Linked DNA regions of Sus scrofa: region 1 is linked to region 2. A link is a contact called in public Hi-C data. All regions are on one chromosome and are shown on one strand. The core of a region is the stretch at or near the end of the contact, and the rest is flanking DNA. Distances in the headings are between cores, read along the strand shown.

Region 1 (3,917 bases), core at 338-2,837, 110 kb before region 2:
AGGTGTCCTTTGTTCCCCAGGGCCACAGGGGCTGCAGAGGAGAAAGCAGAGTGGGGTCTACTTGGACAGGCCACTCAGAACCCCACAATCCCACCCAGCCCAAATCAACCATAGGGAGGGTCTCAGTGGCTGGGCCTGAATAAAGCCAGACGGAGCTGATTCTCGACATGGGATCTGGGGGCCAAGAAAGCTGGGCACGGGGGTGTGGGGGGGAGGCAACATGTGTTACGCAAAGCACTGGAACCTTAACTCTGCGAAGACATCCATTTTTAGTCACTCTAGGGGGTCAGATGGGTCTGGGACACTGCTTTTTCTATTCCTGTTTTTGTAAAGTTCCTTAAAGGGCCCCAAATCCTCCAAAACTGTCTCTACCAATGGTGAGAAAATGGTTTTTCTCCTCCAGCTTCTCCCCTTGGGCCATTCTGTCTGTCCCTTGTGTCACACCCTGTTCTGCTTACTGCAGCCCTGGGAGAGGATGGAGGTTCCCTGAAGGCGAGCCCCTGGTCCTGCGTGGTGGCCTGTGTCACACCCCCCTCCCCCGTATCGAAGTCTGCACAGTGCCAGGTGGGTACCTGGTGCTCAAGCCACAGGGGTGGGGCAGGCCCTTGCCTCGCCCACTGGTCCTGGCAGGCAGCCTGTTCAGCGTTCTGCCCTATAGGTACCACTCCAGCTCGCTGCCTGTCTTTATTCCCAGCTGCACCTCTAGACCCCTTTGAGTAGGCAAAGGACATTCTAGCCCAAACTTGGGTCCTGGATTCAGCCCTTCCACCTTGCAACTCTCTGGGGAGGACACTGTTGGGGTAGAGGGCATGATGCAGTGGCAGGGGGATTCCGTTTCCTCTCCCGCCCCAGCCCGCTAGCCCAGCCTCTCTCCTTGCTGGGGGAACCAGTCAGAGAAACAGAGGAAGCAGGGCTGGAGGTAAGGTTTCCAAAAAGGAACTGAATCTAGGCTCAGCCTGTGAGCTCCAGCGTGGCAGTAGCCTTACTGGACCACAGGCTCCTCCGGGATGGAGGCTGGGTTTGTCCAGCACGGCGCCTGTGCACAGCCGGCTGGGCTCTAAGCTCGCTGGATGCAGAAGCCACCCCGATTGGTCTGTGTGACTCCAGCATGTGACCCCTTCCCCCGGCCTCCCACGGCTCTTTCTCCGACTCAGGGGATGTGTACACATCCTGTCCACTCCTCCCAGGGCAGAAGGAAGGGCCGACTGATAGAAAGCACACTTTCATCAATAAATGAGCCATACAAACTAAGGGAGTCATTGTTCTGGCTACCAAAGTGTGGACCAGGAGTAATCTAAACCAAAGGCCAAGAGAGGAAGTGGCCCTGGGTCCAGAGTAAACAGAAAAACCAGCTTCAGGGCTCTGGGTTCCTCCCATAAGGGGAGAGAGAAGCCAGAGGCCAGAGGCGCTCCCTGCAAGCCAGTCAACCTCAAGCAAACGGCTTCTGGCCTCCGTCTTCCCACTCCGCCCCGGCCAAGCAGAAAGCAGAGTCTGCCTGAGGTCAGGCTGCCTTAACGTGGGAGGCTGGGGGCTGGGAGGCAGGGGAACAGGAGGCCAGGCTGCTGCTTCTGTTCTTGCCCGTGGGTGAGTCACTTTGGGCGTGGCCCTCACAGGAACCAAGCACTTGGTACCTTCTTGGCACGGGGCTGGTGGGTGAGCTGGTGCTGAGCCCTGTTCCAACGCCTTCCCTGGCTGGGGGAGGAGGACGTTCAAGATTTGATCTGCTGTGACCCTGAAATGGTGAGCCAGGCCGAGCCAGACCTCTGTCCCACTTGGATTCCCACTCAGGGCTGTGAAGGATGGAGAAATGAAGGCGAGGCGACGTGGGGGTGGAGGAGCCCCTGAGGCCTGATTTCAGCTCTGCTTCATAACCATCCCTCCCACCCCCCGCCACCTCCACAAGGAGAGGAGGGCTGAGAGGTGATGAGCTCTCTGTCACTGGAGGTATGCAACTTTAGTCTGGACTTCACTTGGCCACACACTTGGGCTATGAAAAGCCCTTTCCCCTTGCCCCTGTATCCCAACTTTGTTCTCATTTTCCAACCCCAGGAGGCGGGGAGGAACCGACTTCCAGTCCAGCTGGAGAGGCTGCCTGTCCCCCTCTCTCAGCCTTCCTGCTCTACGCCCCCCAGGATTTCTCAATCCTGGCGGTTTGCTCCCCTCCACCCCCAGGGTGTAGCCCAGCCTTCCGTCCCCCTTGGAGCTGACAGCATGAGCTCATCCGGGCAGCCCGAGGAGCCAGTGGGGAAACTTTGAGTCACGCAGAGCCTGCGGCCAGGATGCCGGTGTAGGAGAGGTGCCATGGGAGGGCTGAGCACCCCGCCCGGCGGCCAGAGCCCAGGTGCCTCGAGGAGCAGGTGGAGGGGCGTCCACGTGGCGTGGAATGCAGGCCACTGTGTGGCCACCGGCTGAAGGGGCAAGAACGACCCTGGGTGTCGGGAAGGGCACAGTAGAGGCTTCAGAAGCGGAAGAGGAAGGGAGGGAACAGCTCCTGGCGATGGTGAGGCAAAGCAGCGGGGAGGGCGTGGATGGGCACACCCTGAGCCCTGCGGTGGCTTCTGCTGCCCATCCCACTTCCAATGATGCTCCAACCTAATTACACAGAATCTAATTCTCAAGCAGAAGCAGACACCAGGCAAGGCCATGCTGCCCCTGCCGACGTGTGGATGTGGCGGGAGCCCCCACCCGGAGCTCTGCCTCCACGGTGAGTGTCTGTGCATGGCTGCCAACCTCGAATGCCTGGGCCAAGGTCATGGGCCCTGCTCTCCACAATGGAGGGAAAGGGGGCAGCTCGCTCTCACCTGTGAGTCACCTGGGACCCTCGCAGGCTGGACATGGTCTCTTCCAAGTTCTGTCGGAGATCCAGAACATTCTGCACTGTCCTCTTCCTCTGGGACTCTGGGTCTAGGGGGAGAAGAGGAGGAGCTGGATGAGGTAGGTGCAGGGCGACCGCATCCCCAGGAGGTGAGGGGCCGGGAGGTGCAGGGCGACCGCATCCCCAGGAGGTGAGGGGCCAAGAGGTGCAGGGCGACCACATCCCCAGGAGGTGAGGGGCGCATGCTAGCTTGGAGAAGACTCAACTAGAGCAGAAATGTACCCACCACCTCCCAGGCTGAAAACACCCCAAACCAAGGGCACGAGCAAGAAGGAAGGGCTCAGGAACTTTCTCCTCCCTCCACCAGTCCAGGCGGAAAACGGATGGGACAGGCTTTGGGCAGAAACCTCAGTCAGCCCTGCCCCAAGACTTGTCCTTGACCTTGGGACCCAGGTCGCGGAATGGAAGCAGATCCCCCAAAGCCTCCCTGAGAGGGAGCGTCGGGGACCCAGGGATGCTGGCAGAGGCGCCCAAGAGCTCTGCCCTCAGGCTCCTGTCTGGACCCTCTGCGGTTCTTGCCCAGAGCCCATGCACCCTCCCCACCCAGAAAGGTGCCCTCCAGGAGGTATTTTTTCCCCAAGACTAAGCTCAGCCCAGCTGCTCTGTCTTGTCAGCCAGGGCGGGAGGCAGTCAGGCCCAAGGCCCTTCCAGAACCTCTGAGGCACCTTTCCTGAGGACCAGCCCCATGCCCCGTCCAGCCTGCCCCTCCCTTCTGGGGTCTGGGTGGGAGGGGTCTCATTCTGGGAGCTCCAGGCAGCTGGCTGGTGGGGACAAAGACAAGCCTTCGTGTGTCACGCCTGTGGCCGCCCATGCCTATTTGTCCTGGCAAGGGTCACCTTGTGAGCTGCTTGGGGCTGTGCGGATGTCTTGGCATGGAACACAGGGTCAGAAAATGTACATTTATTTTTAAAGCTTGGTGCTATAACGTGCCTGTGTGAAAACACGGGACTCGGTGCCAAGAGGTGGGTTTCTGAGCCAGGGTGGTGCTTGCCACGGGATTGGCAGAGATGAGGAACAAGGCACGCACGACCCCAGGGACGGA
Region 2 (4,146 bases), core at 1,303-3,802:
CCCTGCACAGAGGGAGCCCGCAGAGCTGCTGTGGCAGCAGGTCTAGATTGTGGAGAATTTGCAGGATGGTGACTTGGCCCCTGAAGGACAGAAAGTCCCTGCCCCGCTCAGGGCCTGCCATGGGGCCAGAACCCAGGGCTCAGCGCCCTGTGCCCCATTCTGGGTGTGTCCTTTCCCGGGCAGGGTCGCTGGCTCATGCCTGCTGGTCACTGGCTCAGGATGGCCCAGGCTAAGTGGACAGTGGGTAGGGGAGCCCCCGCCCATCCGCACTGGACCAGGGTCCTGGCCGGGCAGGGGCTGTGCTGACAGGGGTTGGGGCTGGTCCTGCAAAGGCCCTCAGAAGCGAAAGGGGAGGAGATTCAGAAGAAGGAGCCCTCTGGCCTTTGTCCTAGCAACAGCATGGCAGCCTACTCCACGCCCGGTCCCCCAAGATTCCTGAAGGGCTTTACACCCTGAAAATAAAGCCTACTCAGGAGACAGCTGCCTGGTGGGAGGGTGAGGAGTGGTGGGCAGGACAGAGTCAGGAGGAAGAGGTGTGTGGATGCCGCCCAGCTAACCAGGGGTCCAGCCCTGCTCCCCTTGAGCCACTGGACCTCTCAGGCTGACCACCTGCCTGGCTGTCCCTGGGGCGCAGGGCCCCCAGCTCCAGAACCTCCCCCAGCCTGGAGAGGAGGGGATGGCGGGGGGTTGCCTCCCCAGCTGACAGTGCAGAGCTGTGGCTGCCGGCACAGCCAAGGGCGTGGGGACCTGGCTTCTGCTGGGCAACTGCGCCCCCTGGTGGCAGTGATGGGAGGTGCGGGCCCTGCAGACATGGGCGAACACCATCCTTTCTCCCAGAACCCGCCACCCGCATTCACTGGGCACCCGCTGGGGGGCGGCACTGGCCCTGCCCAGGGTAGGAGCGGAGAGACAGGTGCCACTGTGTTCCTGAGGGCTTCCATGCGGAACCCACCAGGAGGGAAGTGACAGGCCCAGCAAACCTGCTGCCTCTGTGCATTGTCTGCCCCAAAGCCTTGCTCCCAGCCCCTCTTCTCTGCTCCAGGGATCTCACCGCCCAGCCCTCCCGGGGGGCAAGGCAGCCCTCAGGGGCTGGCTCTCAGCGCCCAGGGCCAGCCTCTCCAGCTGGACCGGGAGCTCCCTGAGGCCGGAGGCAGTGGGTAGAGGGCGACATTGACCGAGAACTCGTTTCCCCCCGGCTTGCAGAAGCCTGCCGCAGGAAGAGCCCAGCTACGGATGGAATCGTGCTCCAGAGGCCAGGCCTGACCAAGAGCTGCCCCTTCCCAGGACTGGAAGTCGGGCCCAGGGCATGTCGCCGGGGATCTGGTCCATCCTCAATCCCATCCAACGGGCGGGTTACAATGGTCCCCACTTTACAGGTGAAGGTGCCACGGGGACACGTTTGCACCAACTCTGTCACCTGAAAGTGGTGGGAGTGCAGAGACCCAGCTGTCCCATCTCCTTCTCCCCCTGTTCGGGGATGGGGGCCTCCCTCCTGCCCTCCCCCAGGGCCCCATGCCCACCCGGCCTCCAGGGAGGCCTTTCACCCTCTTCCAGCAAAGCCCAGACCCCGAACGCAGCCAGACAGACTCAGTGCCCTATTCCTCCTCATTCCTCCTGCGAGACCAGACGTGCTGGACGGCGGTCTACGACCTTACAGAAGGTAACTGGGTCTGGCCAGCAACTCCTGGGCTTCTCCCTCTCCCTCGCTCTTTCCAGGCCCAGTGGCGCAGGCACAGTGGTCCTTACCTTACCCACCTGCAAACCGGGAGAATGAAGAAGTGCCCAGCATTTGGCCACCAGCAGAGAAGCCTGGGCCATTTCTGACCTGGTTCTCCCTGGGCTGGCCCAGGGGGCCACTTGCAGGTGACCGTCCTGACATCGATCCCTGATGGGGCCCCTACGCTGTAGCTCACATGTCCGGGAGCCAAGCATCAGGATGGGTCTGACCACCTGTGCTGAGGGACATAGGACAAGCAAGGAGCCCAGCCGTGGTCTCTTCCCAGACCAGCAAGGGGAGCGCGGAAGCTGAGCTTTGCCAGACTCCTCAGGCTCCAGGATCACAACCCACCCCGTTGAGTGACTGGGGTGCATGGGGGGCATTTCAGCATCACTGCTGGTGGCCTGGGAGTGCAGAGGCAGCTCTGCCTGGTGCGCTGATGGCCTCCCCTCAGCTTCTAACAGAAGGGACTGCCCACGGCTCCCAGGTCCCAGGTGGACTCGCCATTGTCCCCTACTGCAGCATCCGAGCTTTTGCCTGGTCTTCTGCCACACCAGGGACCGTGGCAGACAAGCCTGCTTCTCTGGGGACAGTGATGACTTTCTAGGGCTCTTTAAGGGGATGACTCTTAGACCCGAACACATCTTCAACACAGGAGACGGGGACAGGGCTCTCGGCCAGCAAGGAGGGGTCCGTTCTCCAGAGGGCGTTCCCAGGAGGGGCCCAATAGAGACAAGGGCTGCCCTGAGACGCCCCTCAGTCAACAAAGTCTGGGCAGAACAGAGGTGAAGAGGCGGGGGGTTCTCGCCTCTGCCTGGAATGCTGCCTCCTCCCTTCACACCCGCGCTGTCTGACTCGGTCCTGGTCCTGGGAGCCAACGGCACTTGCTTCCTGGCGTTGAGATTCTTTCCTCTCCCCCCACTGCCCTGAGCCGCCTCTTATTACAACCGGGCTGTCTCGCTGGCTTGCTTGCTGGACTGTCTTTTGGAACTAAGCCTAGAGTGCTTGCCCCGGCCCAGCACCGTCCCAGCTGTGGCCGATGTTTGTTGAATGAATATGTGATCCTGAGCCAGTGAACGTGGCACTTTCAATCCCTCACTCAACCTGGAATGGCATCTCCCGGCCCAAACGCCTCCTGGGCCTTTTCCACCGGCTATTCTCATAAATGCAGCCCCCAGGCAGAGCCACTTGCCAGCCCTCTGAGCTGGCCCTAAGCGACACACAGAACCCTGTCCCAGCTGCCTTTGCAGGGCCCCTCCTCCAGCACCTGGGGTCTCATCTGCCCCCAATCCCCACTAGCCCCCCCTTTTCTGGCCTCTTTCGGAAACATCTTTTTCCTGCCCCTAGGCCGCAGTGTTTCCTGCACAGGAAGGGGGCCTTTGGTTGGAAAGAGTTATTTAAAGCCAGCCTCCCTCCTTCCAGGACTCACTGGATGAGGGCTGATGGCCCAGGGGGGCCACAGTCTGGGAACCAGAGGAGAAGGCTGAATACCAAACAAGGGGCGGGCACATGAGCATCCTCTGTTGCCACCCCCCCACTTCCCTGTAGCTGTCAGTGACCCCACAGCCCTTTCAAAACGTGTAGCCCTTCCAAGACTTAGAGGATCTGGAGAAGAACCTAGGAACCGAATTTGACAGGAAATGGAGACTCAGAGAGGGGAGGGACATTGAACAAGGGCCCATGTGACGCTAAAGTAGGTCCTCCGAGCAAAATCACCAGACGCCGGCCTGACAAATCACAGCTACAAGGACTTGGCGCGTGTGGTCTGTCCCATCTCACAAGGTAGGTGGTATGTTCGCGGCTGAGCTGTGTCATCGGGAAAAGAGTTGAGGTACTAACCCTCGCATCTCAGGAGGTGACCTTGCTGGGAAAGAGGGCTCCTCGGATGTAATTAGTTAACAGAGGTCACACCAGAGTACAGCTGGTCTCATAATCAGAGGGTCCTCAGCAGAAAGCGAAATCTGGATGCAGACACACACGGGAAGATGATGAGGATGCAGGGAGGTGGTGAAGATAACGGTGATGGTGATGATGGAAGTGATGGCGGTGGTGATGATGGCGGTGATGGTGATGATGATGGTGGTGATGGTGATGATGATGGTGGTGATGGTGATGATGGCGGTGATGGTGATGGTGATGGTGATGATGGCAGTGATGGCGGTGGTGATGATGGCGGTGATGGTGATGATGATGGTGGTGATGGTGATGATGATGGTGGTGATGGTGATGATGGCGGTGATGGTGATGGTGATGGTGATGATGGCAGTGATGGCGGTGGTGATGATGGCGGTGATGGTGATGATGATGGTGGTGATGGTGGTGATGGCAGTGATGGTGATGATGATGGTGGTGATGGTGATGATGGCGGTGATGGTGATGGTGATGGTGATGATGGCAGTGATGGCGGTGGTGATGATGGCAGTGATGGT

The links. Hi-C and Micro-C count contacts between places; a contact is called where the count stands out from the background.
Region 1: a Hi-C map of omental adipose tissue shows a contact between it and region 2, with 2.2 times the contacts expected there. The contact joins two enhancer-like sites. A contact is called at or near these places in 3 of 5 promoter capture datasets (fetal liver, fetal skeletal muscle and liver), 24 of 47 Hi-C or Micro-C datasets (adipose tissue, alveolar macrophages, brain and 13 more) and 2 of 2 datasets of contacts at active chromatin or transcription factors (alveolar macrophages and skeletal muscle).

The regions. Positions count from the first base shown.
Region 1 is chr10:24,013,286-24,017,202 of Sscrofa11.1, reverse strand. NAV1 (neuron navigator 1) reads right to left here. Exons shown (of 31, transcript XM_021064517.1): 5 at 2,802-2,904. Among named protein-coding and RNA genes, the nearest start is that of IPO9, 95 kb to the left of the region's middle. Within about 2 kb of position 1,587, at least 32 of the 83 cell types and tissues checked have an H3K27ac peak or open chromatin away from gene starts, as enhancers often do. A contact at or near this core is called in omental adipose tissue, where this site is marked.
Region 2 is chr10:23,899,442-23,903,587 of Sscrofa11.1, reverse strand. All of the region lies in intron 1 of NAV1 (neuron navigator 1), which reads right to left. Among named protein-coding and RNA genes, the nearest start is that of NAV1, 16 kb to the right of the region's middle. Within about 2 kb of position 2,552, at least 5 of the 83 cell types and tissues checked have an H3K27ac peak or open chromatin away from gene starts, as enhancers often do. A contact at or near this core is called in omental adipose tissue, where this site is marked.